Linked DNA regions of Mus musculus: region 2 is linked to region 1. The links are chromatin contacts, called in public Micro-C maps. All regions are on one chromosome and are shown on one strand. The core of a region is the stretch at or near the end of the contact, and the rest is flanking DNA. Distances in the headings are between cores, read along the strand shown.

The links. A called contact is a pair of places that touch in the nucleus more often than the background predicts.
Region 2: a Micro-C map of B cells shows a contact between it and region 1, with 4 times the contacts expected there. The contact joins two enhancer-like sites. A contact is called at or near these places in 2 of 39 promoter capture datasets (frontonasal cranial neural crest and pre-B cells), 1 of 15 datasets of contacts at CTCF or cohesin (large pre-B cells), 4 of 484 Hi-C or Micro-C datasets (B cells, CD8 T cells, double positive thymocytes and 1 more), 6 of 115 datasets of contacts at active chromatin or transcription factors (the 230-238 cell line, bone marrow-derived macrophages, embryonic midbrain and 2 more) and 1 of 9 other capture datasets (liver).

The regions. Positions count from the first base shown.
Region 1 is chr10:59,883,924-59,886,860 of GRCm38.p6, reverse strand. All of the region lies in intron 1 of Dnajb12 (DnaJ heat shock protein family (Hsp40) member B12), which reads right to left. Among named protein-coding and RNA genes, the nearest start is that of Dnajb12, 5.8 kb to the right of the region's middle. Within about 2 kb of position 1,575, at least 101 of the 459 cell types and tissues checked have an H3K27ac peak or open chromatin away from gene starts, as enhancers often do. A contact at or near this core is called in the 230-238 cell line, B cells, CD8 T cells and 3 more, where this site is marked.
Region 2 is chr10:60,288,903-60,291,627 of GRCm38.p6, reverse strand. All of the region lies in intron 1 of Psap (prosaposin), which reads right to left. Among named protein-coding and RNA genes, the nearest start is that of Psap, 13 kb to the right of the region's middle. Within about 2 kb of position 1,452, at least 89 of the 459 cell types and tissues checked have an H3K27ac peak or open chromatin away from gene starts, as enhancers often do. A contact at or near this core is called in the 230-238 cell line, B cells, CD8 T cells and 3 more, where this site is marked.

The DNA.
Region 1 (2,937 bases), core at 326-2,825:
ATGGGCCAAGGAAAAATGATGCCACCACTCAGGCTAGATCCCACTTCCTTCTCCAGTGTCACAGCAGTGTACCAAGTACCAGACACCTTCCACCACCACAGATATAGGCCACACCTATGCAGGGGACCACAGCACTATGGCCACGGCTACCTCAGTGCAGAAAATTCCCCAGACTGGGCAATTCAAATACAGAAGCTGACCACAGGACCCCGTGAGGAGCACAGGGAGCGAGGCTTTGACTGAGGAAGCAGGACTTGGAGAAGCATTAGCGGTTGGGTGTTGTAGTGCACAGCTATAACCCTAACACTCGGGATTTTTGAGACAGGGTTTCTCTGTGTAGCCCTGGCTGTCCTGGAACTTGCTCTGTGGACCAGGCTGGCCTTGAACTCAGAGATCTGCCTGCTTCTCCCTTCCATCTGCTGGGATTAAAGGCATGCGCCATCACCTCTCAGCCATGATCCTAGTTCTTGGCATGCTGAGGCAGGAGGATTTTGAATTGGAGGTCAGTCTATGCTACATAGAGAGTTGGGCCATGGGATAGAATGCTATCTCAAACAAAGAAGATTAGTAGAGGGCTGGAGAGATGACTCAGCAGTTAAGAGCATTGACAGCTCTCCCAGAGGTTCTAAGTTCAATTCCTAGTAACCACATGGTGGCTCAAAACCATCTGTAATGGGATCTGATGCCCTCTTCTGATGTGTCTGAAGACAGCTACAGTGTATATAAAGTAAATAAATAAATCTTAAAAAAAGAAAGTTTAGCAGCAATCATCTTTTCTTCTGTTTTGGAGGAAGTGCCTTGCTAAGTAGTTGAGGCTGGCCCCAGAATTATGATTCTCCCACTTGTAACAGCCATTTCTGTTACTGAGTGTTCAATGTGTGTTGGGGAGGCAACGCCACAATGCTCTGTAAAAATTAGCTCACGTAACCATCACAACAGCCTCTGACAGGAAGTGGCATCATCCACTGCCATTCCCCTTGGGGAGAAGGCGCCATGGCAGCACTGTCCTGGCAGAGGTGCACAGGTCTCCATTCTAACTCCGTGGTTCTCCCCGACTGTGTCTCTAAACGGGAACTCTGCATGTCATGTTCTCAGAGGCCGGATCCCGTCTGCCACTTCCTAGCATGGTACCATGACCCTGGCTGGTCTAAGACACCTGCTGGCACCTCAGTTTCCTCACTGATAGTGTGGGGATGAACTAAGATAACATGTGCACGTGGTCTGGGACTGGCAAGGCATCAGGTTCTAAATATCACAACCCGGGTGAGCAACTGGCCAGAGGAGCAGCTGGCTGGGGAGGGGAGGGAAGCTATGGGCCTGGGTGCCTAGCGTGGTCCAGGCTAAGGCAGAGATAGCCAGATCTCAGCCCTGAGCAGTACCACAAGACACCAGGCAGCAGTGGAGGCAAAGGAAGAAACCAACAGACAAGAAGGGGCTGGTCCTGACAGCAGAGGAAGGACCTGGCCCCTGGGGGTTTGAACCAAGTTGCCTGTTTTGATCTCTTTGGAAGTTGTCTCTAGTCCAGGCCCAGCCTGCTGTGCATGTCCCAAGAGCAACAGCACCGGTGACCCAATCAACACAGCTGCACAGGTCAGGAGGCAGAGGCCTGCACACATATTCCTCAGCCTCAGTCTGGAGGCTTCTCAGGCACTGGTCGGTCACTCTGATTTCCCTACGCTGCAGAACCAAAAGGAGTGGATTCTTCAAACTCAGCACCACTCAGAAGGTTCCAGACTGAGCAGAAAACAGAAGAATTCTGGTTGCTGGCATGCAGGCCTCCCCACAGGTCTGGATGCCCCCAGCTGGCCTGTAGCATGCGACAGTCTCATCCTGACTCATCATTACATCTCCTGTGACACAGTGGCTGACAAACAATGTTCAATGGCACAAAAGGGTTGGGGAACAGGCAGGCCAGCATAATGCTAACCTTAGCTTTGGGTGTGCTTACTGGATCAGTGAACCTCGAAGGTGTGACCCATGGTCTCTGCTACTGCGATCTGAGGCATGAAGACGGCTCAGGTCCAAGGTTTGAGGCCAGCCTGGGCACTACAGTGAGACGCTGTTGTTTGAACAGTAATTTATTTAAAGAAAAAGGGCCTGGTGTGGTGGCACACAGCACACCTCTAATCCTAGTGTCTGAGAGGCAGATGCAGGTGGATGTTTGTGAGCCTCAACATTGCCAAGCCTACAAAGCAAGTTCTGGGCCAGGCAGGGCTACATAGAGACCCTGTCTCAAAGACGAACAAAAAGGTAGGACTCAGTAAGAGAAGTCTTAGGGCAACTGACACTTACAGCTGCCAAGACCTGCCCTTCCCCACGCCAGTGTGGAGCCAGGCCCCGACTTGCACAGACTGGGCCAAGGGCACTTGCTAGCAGGTTCATATTGGATAAATCAACCTAGCTTCTCTGGGCGCTTCCGTCCTAAGGGCAGTGTGAGGAGGTGTGAGGTGTATACAGAGCTTAGTGTGTGGCTAGCAGCTGTTCTGTTCTTAGGCCTCTGGCACTCAAAGGGAGTCAAGGGAAGAGCTCAGAATGGGGAGAGTCCAGGGCAGTCAGACAAGACTGGGGCCAACAGCATCTGTTACTGTTCACTTGCCGCCATAGTTAATTCCTCAGGATACCTCGACCCTGCCCCTGGCTGCTTAGAGAAGCAAATAAGATTCAATAAAATAGAGAGAATGGAAGGACTGGGGACCACCAAGGTGGACGGATGTAAGTGGACAGCTCCACCCTGTGCCTTGTTGGTACTAGGATTCTCTCTCCCACTGACTGTGAAGGGCCAAATGCCCTGGAATGCAAGCTTCCCACGGCCTTGTTGGATGGCCTCTCTGACTTACCCAGACTGCACAGTGAGCCGCTTTTACAGACGCTTGGGTCACGTGAGCTGCAGGCACCTCACCCAGCCACCTCTCTCTTTGCTAGGGAAACCGAGGCCTA
Region 2 (2,725 bases), core at 203-2,702, 400 kb before region 1:
CCGCCCAATACATAAGTACGCAGAGTTAAGGACTAGCTCTGCCTGCTGGCTGAGAGATCACTGGGTCTCCCTAGCCCAAGAAATACAGACTGTATCGCAGAATGGCTGGCCAGGGAGAGCCTGCCCTAAGTCATAGGACTGACAGGAGGCACGTGTCCTGTCTAGTGTCAGGTTCTGAGTCCTCAAAATCTGACTGGAGTAATCCGTAGCACTCAGGAGGCTGAAGCAGGGGATGGTGAGTTTGAGGCCAGCCTGGGCTACACAGAGGATTTTTATCAGACGCAGAAGATGGGCTAGCATGAGGACCAAACTCTGGCAGGTATCAGGATGCTGCCCCCAACCTCTGATGAAAACAAGAGGCACGTGGCTTCAATCAACCATGAAAACCCCGTGGCCACACTGCTTCACCTTGGACACCCAGGAAGTCCATGTTTGCATCCCACAAACATGTACCCCACACAGACATCCATGAGCAGGCTCTTCCTAAAGACTAAGGGAATGAACTAAGGAGCTGGGCACACGGTCCTGCATCTTCTGCCCGTACTCCAGCCTTGCCGGCCACCACACAAACACGCACAGGCGCGCACACGCACCCCAACTCACAAAAGCAGCATGTTCTCAAGCCCAACTTCCCAGAGGCCAGCCCAGCCCAGCCCAGCCCAGCCCAGCCCAGCCCAGCCCAGCCCAGCCCAGCCCAGCCCAGCCCAGGCTGAGTAATGGGGGTGGGGGTCACTTGGCAAAGGTTCCTAAGAGCTAAGCTATACATACTACCCGAGGCCTAACCTGGGTTCCAGGCCAGCCTGAGCTACAGAACCATGTTCCAAAACAAAAACCATACTGCCTGGTGCTACCCCCAGTGAGGAAAAATATGGTGCCTAGTAGCAGGCACATGAGGAACCAGAGGCCAGCAGGCTCGAACCCCAGCAGACCAGGAAGCAGGCTAACTAACACTGACTGCTAACACTGCCCACTTCCATCTTTACTGGGGACTTGCTATAATGACCAAAGTCATCAGGTTTCTGGGAGCATAGCCTGCAATCACAAGCCTGAGCCACAGCAGACCCTGTGTTTGTTTTGCCTTCCAGGAACTTGACACGGAAACCACATTCAGTCAGCCTGCTTTAGCCTGGTGACAGAGGTCTGAAAGTAACCCTGACCCAGATCCAGGTAACAAACTTAGCATCTTATTCAGTGCCCAGCACACTACCCAGTGAGCTGTCCCTAAGACAGAGGTGCACCACCCTACGGGCACCATCCCAGCAGTGGCTAGGGATCTGAGGGCACAGAACAGAGACTCATACCTGCACTTTAACCACAAGAGCTAAGGCAGTGAAAAGGAAAGACACCGGCAGGGCAGCCCACTGGAAAGAGAAGTGGGAGCACTGAGCTGTGGCGGCACACTTAGAAACCATACTTTAGGGAGGCAGAGGAAGGAGAATGGTCTGAGTTGTGAGCCTCTTATCTCAAAAGGAAAACAATGTGGGGGAGGGGTTGGCTCAGTGGGTGAACCCCAGGACCCACATGATAGGAGGGCAGGGAAAACATCATAGAGGCACACATGGCGGTTTTCAAACAGGCGAGGGAGCAGAGCTGTCCTGCCTATGGCAGGGGAGTGGAGCTGTTCTGGATGGTTCCAGACCCCAGGTCACTGTGCAACTAACTAAAATCAGAGGGCCAGCCTTAACCCAACAAGGGACACACCAAGGAAAGAGTTGGGTTGTCTTGTTAGGCACGGACGTCCAACCCCAGGGTATTTATCAATAAATAGATAATTACCCAGGGCTGGAGAGATGGCTGATACCACACACTGTTCTTGCAGCAGACCTGAATACCTGTAACTCACTTCAGGAAGATCTAACTCTTCTGACCTCCACGGGCACCCATAGTCATGTACACATACATAATCAAAATTAAAAATCTTTTTCAAAAAATGAACCCAAACCACTTTTTGACCAGTTATGTTCTGACCTCCAAGCCTGCAACATTCAGTCCTTAAAACCAATTTCCTTCTCCGGCAGTTGGCCAGCTACCTCTAAGAATGTTCTTAGACTGTTTGCCCGAGCTCCTAGCAGGGTCTGATTCAACCTGCTGTTACCTATGTCCTTGTAGATATGAAGAGCACTCAGCACACACATACAAGTTAAACTCTACATTTCAAGGGCCTGGCCCAGGAATCAAAGCCCGTGGGGGTGGGGACCGTTGTCTTTCCTTCCCCTTTCAGTCTTCTGAGACAAGATCTCTATATACAGCAAGGGCTCACTTCAAACTCAAAGTCCTCCTGCTGCAGCCTCTCTTAGAGCTGCGATGAAGAGATATGCCACCAAAGGCCTCAGTAAGCTCAAGGCCAGCTTGATTGATACACAGGCATACACACGCATACACTCGCATGCATACACACGCATACACACACACACACACACACACACACACACACACACACAGAGTTCCAGGCCAACCAGAATTACCAAGTGAAACTCTGTCTAAATAACAATGGTAACATTGCAATCCCAGCACTGAAGTCTGGGGAAGGACTACTGGGGCTAGCCTGGGGCAGTTAAGTACAAAGCCAGCCTAGTACTCATAGAAAACCCTGTCTCAAAAGCACAAAACCAAGGTTGGGCATGGTGATACAACCTTAATCCCAGCACTGAGAGGCAATGGCAGGGCCATAGTGAGATGAGACCCTGTCTCAAACGAAACAGAAGGCATCTACAAAGGTTGATAC